Linked DNA regions of Anas platyrhynchos: region 1 is linked to region 2. A link is a contact called in public Hi-C data. All regions are on one chromosome and are shown on one strand. Each heading gives the region's core, a stretch centred on a gene start, on an enhancer-like site or on the middle of the called end of the contact. The rest is flanking DNA. Distances are from core to core; before and after follow the strand shown.

What was found. A called contact is a pair of places that touch in the nucleus more often than the background predicts.
Region 1: a Hi-C map of F5 follicle shows a contact between it and region 2, with 2.5 times the contacts expected there. The contact joins the promoter of ZFHX3 here to the enhancer-like site in region 2. A contact is called at or near these places in 4 of 8 Hi-C or Micro-C datasets (F5 follicle, liver, small yellow follicle and 1 more).

The regions. Positions count from the first base shown.
Region 1 is chr12:644,434-647,133 of IASCAAS_PekinDuck_T2T, reverse strand. ZFHX3 (zinc finger homeobox 3) reads left to right here and starts at 1,287. Exons shown (of 10, transcript XM_038185561.2): 1 at 1,287-1,426.
Region 2 is chr12:509,178-511,877 of IASCAAS_PekinDuck_T2T, reverse strand. All of the region lies in intron 5 of ZFHX3 (zinc finger homeobox 3), which reads left to right. Among named protein-coding and RNA genes, the nearest start is that of ZFHX3, 140 kb to the left of the region's middle. Within about 2 kb of position 1,352, at least 5 of the 8 cell types and tissues checked have an H3K27ac peak or open chromatin away from gene starts, as enhancers often do. A contact at or near this core is called in F5 follicle, small yellow follicle and subcutaneous adipose tissue, where this site is marked.

The sequences.
Region 1 (2,700 bases), core at 38-2,537, 140 kb before region 2:
TACCGTAACACCAGAGAAGTATTTATTTAATCAAACCAGAGATTCTGTTGGGACTGGAGGAATGTTGCATCCTTTCCTAAAAAAAGGGAAAAAAAAAAAAAAAGGAGGGGGGGGTGGAAGAGGAGGGGGTGGGGGGAGAAAGGAGAAAGCAAGAAAGAAAAAAGGCAGAGGCACAGCCGCCTCCTGGAGTTCCCCATTGTCCGGGGCTATAGAGAGCCCCAGAATGGCATTAAACTCACAAAAGGCATATTGTGCAGGGGACAAAAAAAGCCCCTTCTTCTACAATAACTTTTAGCTTCTTATTTTTAGAAAATGACAAAGCTGTTGCCAGCGATGGCTGGTGAAACCTGTAGCCCGGCTCCCAGCGCGGCTGCCCGCGGCCGTATCGATCAGCTGTCCCGCTCCGAGAGGCGGCCGCAAAGTTTGCGGGGAGCGCGGCCCGGGGCCGCCCCGCACCGGGGGATGTGCGGGGCCGCTCCTCCGCGCCCGCCCCGCGCCGGGGGCGCCGCGGGGGCCGGGGCCGGGGCGCAGGCACAAAGTTGCGCTCGCCGCCGGCCGCAACTTTCCCGGCTCCTCCCGGGGAAACTTCGGCGGCGGCGGCGGGGGTCGTCCTCGCCCTGCCCTGCCCTGCGCGGGGCGGCGCGGCCCCGCCCGGGGCGCGGGGGCAGGTGGCCCCGCCGAGCGCCCGGCCGGCGGCGCGGTGCGGAGCGGAGCGGTGCGGAGCGGAGCGGGGCCGGCCGCGCGCCCCCTCCCCGGCCCCGGCGCGGCGCTGCGCGGAGCGGCGCGGAGCCCCCCCGCCGCGGGCTGGGGGCCGGCCGCTTGCCCCAAGTTTCGGTGCGGCGCCGCCGCCGCCGCCGCGCTCCCCCCGCCCGCTCCTGCTCGCTCGCTCCCTCCCCCGCCGCCTGGGCTGAATCTTATTGATCCAGAAGGTGGCTAATTAGCCCTTCCCGTCGTGCCTGGGTAATGAGGCACATGCGCACTGCACTAATCAGCCATTTTTTGCAGGAAACTAATTAGCAGAATAAAGATCCAAAGAGTTTTTTTTCTTCCCAATCATCAGATCTGAGTCCGGGCGCTTCCTGCTCCGGCGACCGCCAGCCCCGCCGCCCGCTCCGCTCCGCGCCGCGCCGCTCCGCCCCGACCCGACCCGAGCCGCCCGCCGCCGCCGCTGCTGCTGCCGCCCGCGGCCCCCTCTCTCCGGGGGGCTGCAAACTCCCCGACAACGATGCTGCTGCTGGGCAGCGGCGGCGGCGGCGGCGGCTCCCGCTCGGCTCCGGCTGCTGCCCCCGGCTCCCGCTGCTGCTGCCCCGGGCCCCTCCGCGGAGCGCGCTCCTGCCGCCGCAGCCGCCGCAGCCTGCATGGGATCTGTAGCCCCCGCGCCGCCGCCCGGGATTAAAAGCGCCGCCGCCGCCGGAGCAGCGACCGCGTAAGTGGCAACTTTTCTGCCCTGTCCCCCGCGCGGGCTCCTCCTGCTCGGGGCGCCCGGGCTGCTTTGCATGGGGCTGGTCCGGCCCCCCCCTCCCTCCCGCTCCCACCCACCGCCCCGGATCCCCCAGCAAACTTTGTGCCGCTCGCCGGCCCGGAGCCCCGCCGCCGCCGCCGGGGACGCGCAGGTGCCGGCGCCGCGGGGGCCGCTGCGCGCCCGCGGAGCCCCCGCCCCGCCCGGCGGCCCCGGCGGCCGAGAGCCGGCGGCCGAGCGGCCGCTGCCCGGCTTTGTGCGGCCGCGGGGCCGCCGGGCGGCGCGGAGCGGAGCGGCGAGGCGCGGAGCGGGAGCGGAGCCGGGCGGCGACCGACCCGCGCCATCTGCATAATCGATGGGGCGGCGGGCGGCGGGGCCGGCGGCCCGCGGGGGGACGCGGCCGGGCGCGGGGCCGGCGAGGCCGCGGGGCGGAGGCGGCGCTGCCGCCCGCCGGGACCCCCCCCCCCCGCCCCGGCGGGACCGGGCGCGCGCGGGGGGCTCCGCGCAGCCGGGGCCGCGGAAAACAAAGGGGCGAGGAACTCCCGAGCCCAGCCGAGCCGCCCCGGGCCGAGCGGCCGGCCCCGCGCACGGACCCCGGCGCCCGCGTGGCCCCGTCCCCGGGACGTGCTCCGGAATAGAATTGCAAATGAGAGTAATTATTATTTTTATTTTCGGCGGGCAGGCTCAGTTTTGGAAAGAATGCGGCTAGGGGGATGGGAGAGGTGAAGGCAGCAAACGCCACTGTAGGCCAATCCCCCCTTTCTCAGTTTCAGTTTTTAATTACTTAATGCCGAAGCGCACAGCGCGTATCTAAATATTTGCAAATGCTCTTTCCTATTGATTCCTCTGAATAAACTGCTCTCCTCGCCTTCGGAGGGAAGGCGAGCCGTACTCTTCTGAAACTAAACCTCAGAGGAGAGTATGTGCTTGTGTGGGGGGACACGTACGTGTGTGTGTATATGCGTATGCATGTAGCACGTACACATGTTTTTTTAAAGTGTGAATTATTTATAAATTGGGTTTGGGGTTTTCTTTTTTTTTCTGAAATTGCTAAACTCCTTTCCCCCGCTCTTTTTTCTGTCCGTCCCCCCCCCCTTTTTTTTTTTTTTGACTCTGAGAAAGGTCTGTTTCTCTTTCAAGCTGTGCTTGAAGCTGCTCCTGGGTACGTCCAGTACTGCGTGGCCGTGCAATGTATGCGCGTGTCTTCCTCGTCTGTCTGTCTGTCTTTTTCCTCTCCTCAC
Region 2 (2,700 bases), core at 103-2,602:
GCTGCGTTTAAGGAGTTACTAAAATTACTGTTGTTTGTACCATTTCCCAAGCTCAACACATTGATTTTATTAAATTAGTTGATATGGACTCACATGGTAGGTTAGTTGGAGTATTTATTCATTTCAATTGGACAGTAATATTCACACAGATTGATAGCTGGTTCAAGAACCATAAAAATCAGTAAATATAAAAGATTATCTCTTGTTTCCTTTGTAATTTAAAACAAACAAACATGATTTCCCACAGTTCTAAGCATGTAGTCTTCGACATCGTTCCTGGAAGAAAAAGTTCAGTGTTTTAGGGTACCACTTTGCAAACGTGGGGTCTTGCTGTGCGTGAGTTAGGGTGATTTCCTACGATCTACTCCCTGGGTCACAGTCAGGTTCCCTGTAACCTTTGGGACTGATCCATAACTTGGCTATTTGTGTTGTTGCTCCACTATCTCTCACCCAGCTGGTGCAGACCACTTTCTCTCCTCCATCACCTTTGTTCTTTGCTCACAAGCTAGCACCTTGTAGAGCAGCTTACAGAGCAGGTCCTTCAGGAGCCTCCAGGTGTGATGCCAAGGGGAGCAAGAGCTTCTCTGCTGATCTGCAGGGCAGTGGGGAAGGTCTGTGGTGGTCGTGATGGCAGACAAGGTGTCTCCACGTCCCCTCCATGTGTGCTTGTGCTGCTTGGCACCTTGCACCACGTTTTCTGGGCGCCCCGTGTTTGTGCTGAGGAGTTCTGTGGTGGCTTGGGCTCCTGGGTACTGTCATATGAATATTTTATAATAATTCAGTTGTTCAAGCTTACTGCAAGCTGCAAGGTATGACACAGCATTAGAAAAACAAATTACTTGGCCATTTTCAGGGCCATACTTCCGAAAGGCAACAATAAAGGTCTGGGTACAAAAGTGTGCTTGCAAATCTCTGTGTATTTACTTCTGTCTATCATACAATCACGTTATTTATCAAACACAGGTTTGAAAAAATACTGTAGAGCAACAGGCAATATAGAGTCCTGTTAGTATGGCTACAACATCTTATTAGAACGAATGGTACCTTCAGGGAATAAAGAATGTAAACAGACAGCGTTTCAGAGAGAAACATTCAACCATATATTATTAACACAAGAAGTAACAAACAGGCAGCACTGTAGCAGTGTTATACACCAAAATGCTGTTTCTGGGAAGCCTGAGCTGTGCTCTCACAGCTTTTGTGTCACTGGGGTCTCTCGGTGGAGTTACTTTCTCATATTTATTCTTGCCGTATTAATGCCAGTTGTGTTTCTGCTGGATAGCAGCTGTCTGAGGGGAAGGCTGAGCCTGAAGCACGGTGCAGCTTCACTCCAGGCTCCTGGGCTGCCACTCGTCGTGCTGTGGAGATAGGTCCGGACCACAGGGCCTGGCCTTCCCATCGCTCGTTCTACACAGATAAGAAGGTGAAGGCCATGCGAGCATAGAACAGATAAAATAATCCTCTCTGTTCTCAGAGTTCCCAGAGGAAAGCAAGAGCCGTTTTAAGGATGCTCCTCGGCGAGGCCTGCGCCGTGGCGACGCTTGTCACTGTGGCATTTCCAGCCACGGGGGTGTCCAGACGCGGGAGGCAGGTCTGTCTGGCCCAGAGGCTCGTGATGCTGAGTAGGAGCTCCAAGAAAACGTCAGGGAGAGCTCTGGGGAGGGAGGCGCCACCAAATATGGAATTTTATTTTCCATCGGTCGGTGAAAACAGCTCCCCAGTCCAGTCGAAAACTTTTTCCCAGACTGGCTGCTGAACTTAGGAGGAGGAGAGATTTTTCAGTAGGCTGGATGTGGGGGAGGGTGTTGCTTTTTAAATCAATGGAGATAGCAGAAACCCCACTGTAAATTTCTAGGGCAAGTGGCAGGCTGGTTTACGGAATGCAGGGAGATGAGAACCTCTGGCTTACGGAAAGCAGCATGAATTAATAATCATTTAATTGGCTTCTCCATTATGTTGCTGGGTTGGGAGATGGAAGTTTAGATGAAGGGGCTGTCAGTGGTACTTTAGCTGAAAGAATCTGATGGCTGGGTGTTGGGGGTGGTGACTCCCTGTCCACCAGGATCGAGAGCAGTCAGCTTTTTGGGACACTTACATTTTTACCTCTGGACCTTGCAAAAGAAAGGATCCCATTTCATCTATGAAATAACACCTGGGAGGTTTTCTCTGCTGAAAAGCAGAGGTTCCTGAGGAAGCATGGGAAGAGTAGGCTCTGTAGAGTGCCCCGGTGGGGCAGTGTGCTTGCAGCAGCACTGTCCTGCTGCACTTGGCTTTCAAGTGCATTTGTTGAGAAATGCAGATTTTCTTCTGAGGTCAGCCAGTCTGAGCTAAATCCACTCAAAGAGTCAAAAGAATAAAAGTACTAGTTGGTAAATTGTCACACATCATACCTTAAGCACAAATTCCTTCTTTGCTGCAAGGCCTTTACCTGTAAGCCTCATCTCACACAATTAGGGCACAGACACCGTGCTCCACCTTCTCCAGTGCTGAGCTGCGGTTGGAGGCAAAGCCTTTTTGACATCCTCAGTCCGGGACATTTGGTCCATCCAGTCCACTGCAGGCAGGGGTGCAAAGGCCCCACACAGCTGCCGGCGAGCTGGCAGGCAGCCGCAGCGCGTCTGCAGAGCGGGTGGGAGCAGCGTGTCCTCGTTTCTCCAGATAGAAGAGAGTTCTTAATTCCTCTGATCTGTGATGTGGACT